Regions from separate parts of the Mus musculus genome. Here region 1 is linked to region 2. Evidence: chromatin contacts called from public HiChIP or PLAC-seq data. All regions are on one chromosome and are shown on one strand. Each heading gives the region's core, a stretch centred on a gene start, on an enhancer-like site or on the middle of the called end of the contact. The rest is flanking DNA. Distances are from core to core; before and after follow the strand shown. Region 1 holds the start of Fan1 (FANCD2/FANCI-associated nuclease 1). Region 2 has its middle 36 kb from the start of Gm39023.

Region 1 (2,709 bases), core at 21-2,520, 560 kb before region 2:
CCTAATGATGTAATACAACAAATACGCCAACATTTTCCCCTTTGTCCATTACGTTTTCTTCTTTCTTCAGTCCCATTTGCTCCGGCCCAAAGATGTATTTACTGTTACATGTAAGTACACTGTAGCTGTCTGCAGACACCCCCAGAAGAGGGCGTCAGATCTCCTAACAGATGGTTGTGAGCCACCATGTGGTTGCTGGGATTTGAACTCAGGACCTTCAGAAGAGCAGTCAGTGCTCTTAACCGCTGAGCCATCTCTTCAGTCCCAGCCATTATATTTTAACACATGAGTTTGGGGGCCATTCTCTGACTATGGCCCCACTAATAGGACATTTAAAAATCTCCCCAAGTTGGTGTTTGTTTCTGAGACAGAGTCACACTATGCAGCCACAAGAAGCCTTGTAGACCAGGCTGCCCTCCATCTCAGATCCGCCTGCTCCTGCCTCCCAAGTGCTGGCATTAAAGGTGTGTATCACCACGCCCAAAAACATCCTAAATTTTATTCAAAATAGGATTTATCTTTTTCCTCTGAATAAATACTTTTGAGTAATTATCTCATCTCCCCACACTTTAAGGTGTTAGTTTTAGCAGTGATTTAACTATTACATAGTTTGTATTTTTGTGGAAATTTTAACAATTTGCTATACCAGGCTCTTGTATGTGCACATAGTTAGGAACTACATTTTAAGTCTAATCGGACTAGTTTTACCTTTAAAGTATATTAATCATGACCATTTCCTGTCATTATTGACCTGATTTATTTGGTTTTTCTATTTATTTTCTCTCTGTTCATCTAACTTTCTCTGGTCCTTCTTTCATGTCAAGTCAAACTAATCATAAAATATTTATCATGATTAGCGTATCATAGCGTTTCATTAATTTTTAGTTGTGTTAGGAATGCTGGGTGAGATGACGGCATGGCTTTAATCCCAGGACTCTGGAGGCACAGGCAGGATGATCTCTGAGTTAGAGGTGATCCTGGTCTACAGAGTGAGTCTGTAGGTCTACAGAGAAACCTTTACTCAAAAAACAAAACAAAAAGGGATTACCACCACAACGGTTAATGTTCTGCTACCTTAGTGTAAAGCTCTTGAGGTAGTAGAGTACAATCATGTCACAGTTTCCTCAGTCTACACACTCCATTTCTCTTTTGGTCCGCCTTCTGCTCGATCACTCTGTCCTCCACTAGCTGAGCCTTGGAGCGAAGACGCGGGGATCGGCTGGGGATGCCTGTAGCGCCTTGCTCTGGCTGGTCCGGGCTGCGCAGAGCGACTGCCCGCCTTGTGGCCCTTTGAGAGCGACTCAGCCTGTTCCGCTGCAGTGAGTTCAGGGGAGTCTGAGCGAGTCAGCGTCCTCTTTTTAAGACAAACGGTTCTTAGAAAGGCCCTGAAAGTAAGTGCAGCTTGGTCCTTCCGAAGCGAGGGACACAGAGCATGCGCGGAGCTGCAGGTCCGCTCCGATCTGTATCCACTTCAGGGTTCTCGTTCCAGAAGTTGCCATTCTACGTTTCAGTTGTCGGCCGACCCCGTAAATGTATAAAAATATTTTTAACTCATGTATTTTATTTTGTAGGAAGAAGTTGAACGAATAACGACATCAAATGCTATTTCACTTTGTATTAGTTCACGGCGAGAGTAAAAGTAACCCTTTAGGGTCCTTCACCTGGGGTGGCCGCTGTATTAACTGATGAGGAGGTAGCAGGGACCCTTTTTTTTTGTTGTTGTTTTTACTAATTCAAGCCAAGTGAATGAAAGTAAAACATTTCGGTCCTTACCTGAGATGACCTGATTTTCTTCTTGGGTCGCCCACTTTCTCTAATAGTCATGCCGTCACAAAGGAAATCACCTGATCAAAAAAGACCCCGTAGAAGCTTATCTACCAGCAAAACTGCAAAAAGCCAGTGTCATTCGATTACTTCGTATTTTAACAGTGCACCACCTGCTAAACTTGCATGTTCAACTTGTCATAAAATGGTGCCCAGGTATGACCTCATTCGGCACCTTGATGAGTCTTGTGCTAACAACGGTGTTGGTGATGACGTTCAAGTAGAGCCTGCTCAGGCTGGATTAATGAGTCCAACTGTGCCTACATCAGATTTACCCAGTGGTCCTTTAGAGAATGTGACACCTCAGAAATTATCACCACCAAAGAGAAGTTTAATTTCTGTCCAATGTGGTTCAAAACTGGGCATACAACAGCAGACCAGTCCCTACTTTAAAGATGCCTTAGTGTCCAAAGATCAAAATGAGCTTCCAAATCAGAGTGTAGAAATTATGCCTTTGGGAAGTCTGACATCGAAATTGTCCAGACGATACTTAAACGCTAAAAAATCACTCGCTAAGAATGAGGGACTAGCCAGTCAGTGCCCACAGACTTCTCCGTCCACACCTGGCACCAGCCTGACTGATAACTGTCCAGAGATGGAAGACAAAGATGAGGTTTTGAACAGTTCCCAAAAGGAAAACATTTATTCATGTGCACCTCTAAAAGAAGAGAATGCTTCAGAACAGAAGGTAAAGAACAATAAAATAACGGGAGATGAAAGCCAGAAAGCTTCCTGCGGGGAGCCAGCCCTCACCCCTGCATCTGCAGAGCATGCTTCCATATTACTGTCCTCAGATTCAACTCTCGTCAGTAACACGAAATCCTCTCCGGGAGACACTCTTGTAAAGCAAGAAAGTGCCAGAAGGGCAGATGTAGGGCTTGCTGA
Region 2 (2,700 bases), core at 10-2,509:
GCTCCATCTGCTCTCTATCTGTTCTTCTCTATGGGAGAGGTTGTTGGCTCTTCTGGGGTTTTGGCTGCCTTCCTCTACGTGGAGTCTGCTGGCCCTCAACTACATGTCAGACCTACCATATGCAGGCAAGACTGTGGGTGGAGATGTGGGGGAACTGGCTAATCTGATTGAAGGGGGGGAGTGGCCACTGCCTGGAAAAAAGATCACTCAGCACCCTCTGCCCTGGTGTTAGTGTCTACCAGGGTCCTGGACCAGCTCTAGGTGCTCAGCTCCTTGCTTCACAATGGTTGCTTCATCTCTGTTGGCATCTCTCAACATGCCTACCCTACAGATGTAGAACTGAAGCTCAGCAAGTTGAAGTGACTCAGTTGGACTCACATGGCTGGATACATAGTTGCCATTGGTTATGGTGTCAGATTAGAGGCAGTAAGAAAGAGGGACTTTCCATCTGGAGAGTCCAGAAAGTTGCTAAAGCTGACACCAGATAGGACGTGAGCAGAGGACAGGGAGGAAGGACAGAGTGCCAGTGTCCATGGCAGAGTGGGAAGTGCCCCAGTGTTCTTGCCTACCCTGCAACAAGAGCTTTAACAGAGGGGAAGCTTTGGACACAGAAGGGCAGGGGATGGAAGAGCTCAGAACTGGATCCTTCCTGTAAGCCCTCCCAGTCACAGACACAGAGAAGAAACTTCCAATCCAGGGAGGGTCCTGTTTGGAGAGACCCTGGAGCTCAGAGCTGGATCTGCTGAGACCTGGAGCTAGTTATGAGCAGAAACCAAAAACAGGTTTGCTGATGAGTCATCTCCGGGAGTACCCAGCAAGAGGCAGGGGGGAATGTCCTCTTCCCTGCCCACCAGGCAGGGCCTGGCCCTTCCTGCTCCCACCACAAGCAGCTTGTGCCTCTCTTGCTTGCTTCCAACTCCAAGACCATTGAGCAGAGCAGCCTGCTGGATGACTTCCTGCATGGGCACCCACCCTTGTTGCTGTGTCTAGACAGCAGCTGCTGCCCATGTTGGTGGAGGGTCCAGGAGCGACACAGCAGGGGGCTGGGGACTGGCTAGAGCTATGTCTGAAATCTTGTTCAAAACCACAGGCAGGGTGAACTGGTTGGAAAATATTCCTTCCTGGAGACATTGTAGCCCTGCCTCCTTGAATCAGCCAGCCACTTCCTTCCTGTGTGTATCTTATACATGCTAAGGGGGTGGGCTCAGCCCTGGTGTTTTTTTGTTTCAAGGTTTTTGTCTGTGGTAGTCCTTTGGTGTGTTGTAGGGCACAAGAATGGGGCTGCTGCTAAAGGGACTTTGTCACAGGGTTGTGGGAACAGCTTGGGCTAGTGTGTAAGGTGAAAGCTTTTGACTGTGAGAGTGAGGAAGAGCCCTGGCGTCACGTCTGGATCCTCGTATGAGGCAGTTTCATCACAGACAGGTCACAGGAGCTGGCTCTGATTATTTTACAGGTAACTAACTGCTTAAGAAGGCCAAACTGCTTAGGGCGTCAAAGGCAGAGAGGCTAGACTGACTTCCTGCCTCCCACGCCTGAGCCCTTCCGGCAGTCAGTTCATAGGCCCTTCAACACTGGCTCAGATCCTGCTCTTACTAAAAATCCTGCCAGCTTATTTCCTGAGAAGCCAGGGCGCTTTCGGTTTATTAACATTTTCTTTCTCTTGGAGTGAACAGGGCTGCTCAGCAGCGGACGCACCAGAAGTAATACAAGTTACCTGGAAAACCTATACACATATGTGCATATATAAACACACACACACACACACACACACACACACACACACACTACGTGTTATGGTCTACAAGATGATACAAGTTTCAAGAAAAATCTGTATTCAGCCTACAGGTGATGACTTTCCGTTGGCATGTGTGCACGTTTGTCTGTCCCTGTAGATGTCTGTACATACACATGCCAGTGGCCTGACAGGACTTTTTGACTAAGCCATAGTGTGAAATTGGTGTGTATTCAATAGAAACCATACACTGAATAGTGAGTTTGGACTTTTTCTCAGGCTAGTGGTATATACTACAATCCCTTTTCATGATGCTGGGCCCCGGCTTTGAGCTGACACATCTAAGAACTAGAGACCAGTAGAGGAAACAGTCAGTCATCGCTGTGCAGTGCGTGCGGCTACGCTGGAGGTAGACAATCAGCAGAATTTTTTGGCGGGGGGTATTTTTCAAGATAGGGTTTTTCTGTAGAGCCCTGGCTGTCCTGGAACTCACTTTGTAGACCAGGGTGGCCTCAAACTCCGAAATCCACCTGCCTCTGCCTCCCGACTGCTGGGATTAAAGGCATATGCCACCGTGCCCGGCGACAATCAACACATTAATTGTACTTCACACATTTTTCATGTATGGTGATTTTTGAGTGAGTGCGCACACGTGTGTGTGTGTGTGTGTGTGTGTGTGTGTGTGTGTGTGTGTGTACACTTGATATCATTAGCATGAGCCAACACCCATCCCACAGAATTACAGATTGTCTGACTGAAACACTCTCCTTTTTACTGACATTCATCCACTGAACCAGCACTCGGTTCTGATTGGGTCTCACACTGAGGTCTGGCAAATAAAACCACAAATTGCACTTGTGGGGTCTCAAAAGCACTGTGCTTGTGGGGTCTCAAGGGCCCCCAGCACTTAGTCCTGTGCACCTATGCTCCACCCAGTCAAACACAAGCACTCTGGAAGGGAGGAGCCT

The links. HiChIP or PLAC-seq counts read pairs in DNA pulled down with a chosen protein or histone mark.
Region 1: an H3K4me3 HiChIP or PLAC-seq map of bone marrow-derived macrophages shows a contact between it and region 2, with 7 times the contacts expected there. The contact joins the promoter of Fan1 here to the enhancer-like site in region 2. A contact is called at or near these places in 6 of 39 promoter capture datasets (the 3T3-L1 cell line, the C10 cell line, the HPC-7 cell line and 3 more), 5 of 115 datasets of contacts at active chromatin or transcription factors (bone marrow-derived macrophages, double positive thymocytes, large pre-B cells and 1 more) and 3 of 9 other capture datasets (adipose tissue, liver and macrophages).

Annotation. Positions count from the first base shown.
Region 1 is chr7:64,372,617-64,375,325 of GRCm38.p6, reverse strand. It overlaps Fan1 (FANCD2/FANCI-associated nuclease 1), which reads left to right and starts at 1,270. Exons shown (of 14, transcript NM_177893.4): 1 at 1,270-1,391; 2 at 1,572-2,709. The coding sequence starts at 1,823.
Region 2 is chr7:63,815,015-63,817,714 of GRCm38.p6, reverse strand. No RefSeq gene overlaps it. Among named protein-coding and RNA genes, the nearest start is that of Gm39023, 36 kb to the left of the region's middle. Within about 2 kb of position 1,259, at least 138 of the 459 cell types and tissues checked have an H3K27ac peak or open chromatin away from gene starts, as enhancers often do. A contact at or near this core is called in the HPC-7 cell line, adipose tissue, bone marrow-derived macrophages and 3 more, where this site is marked.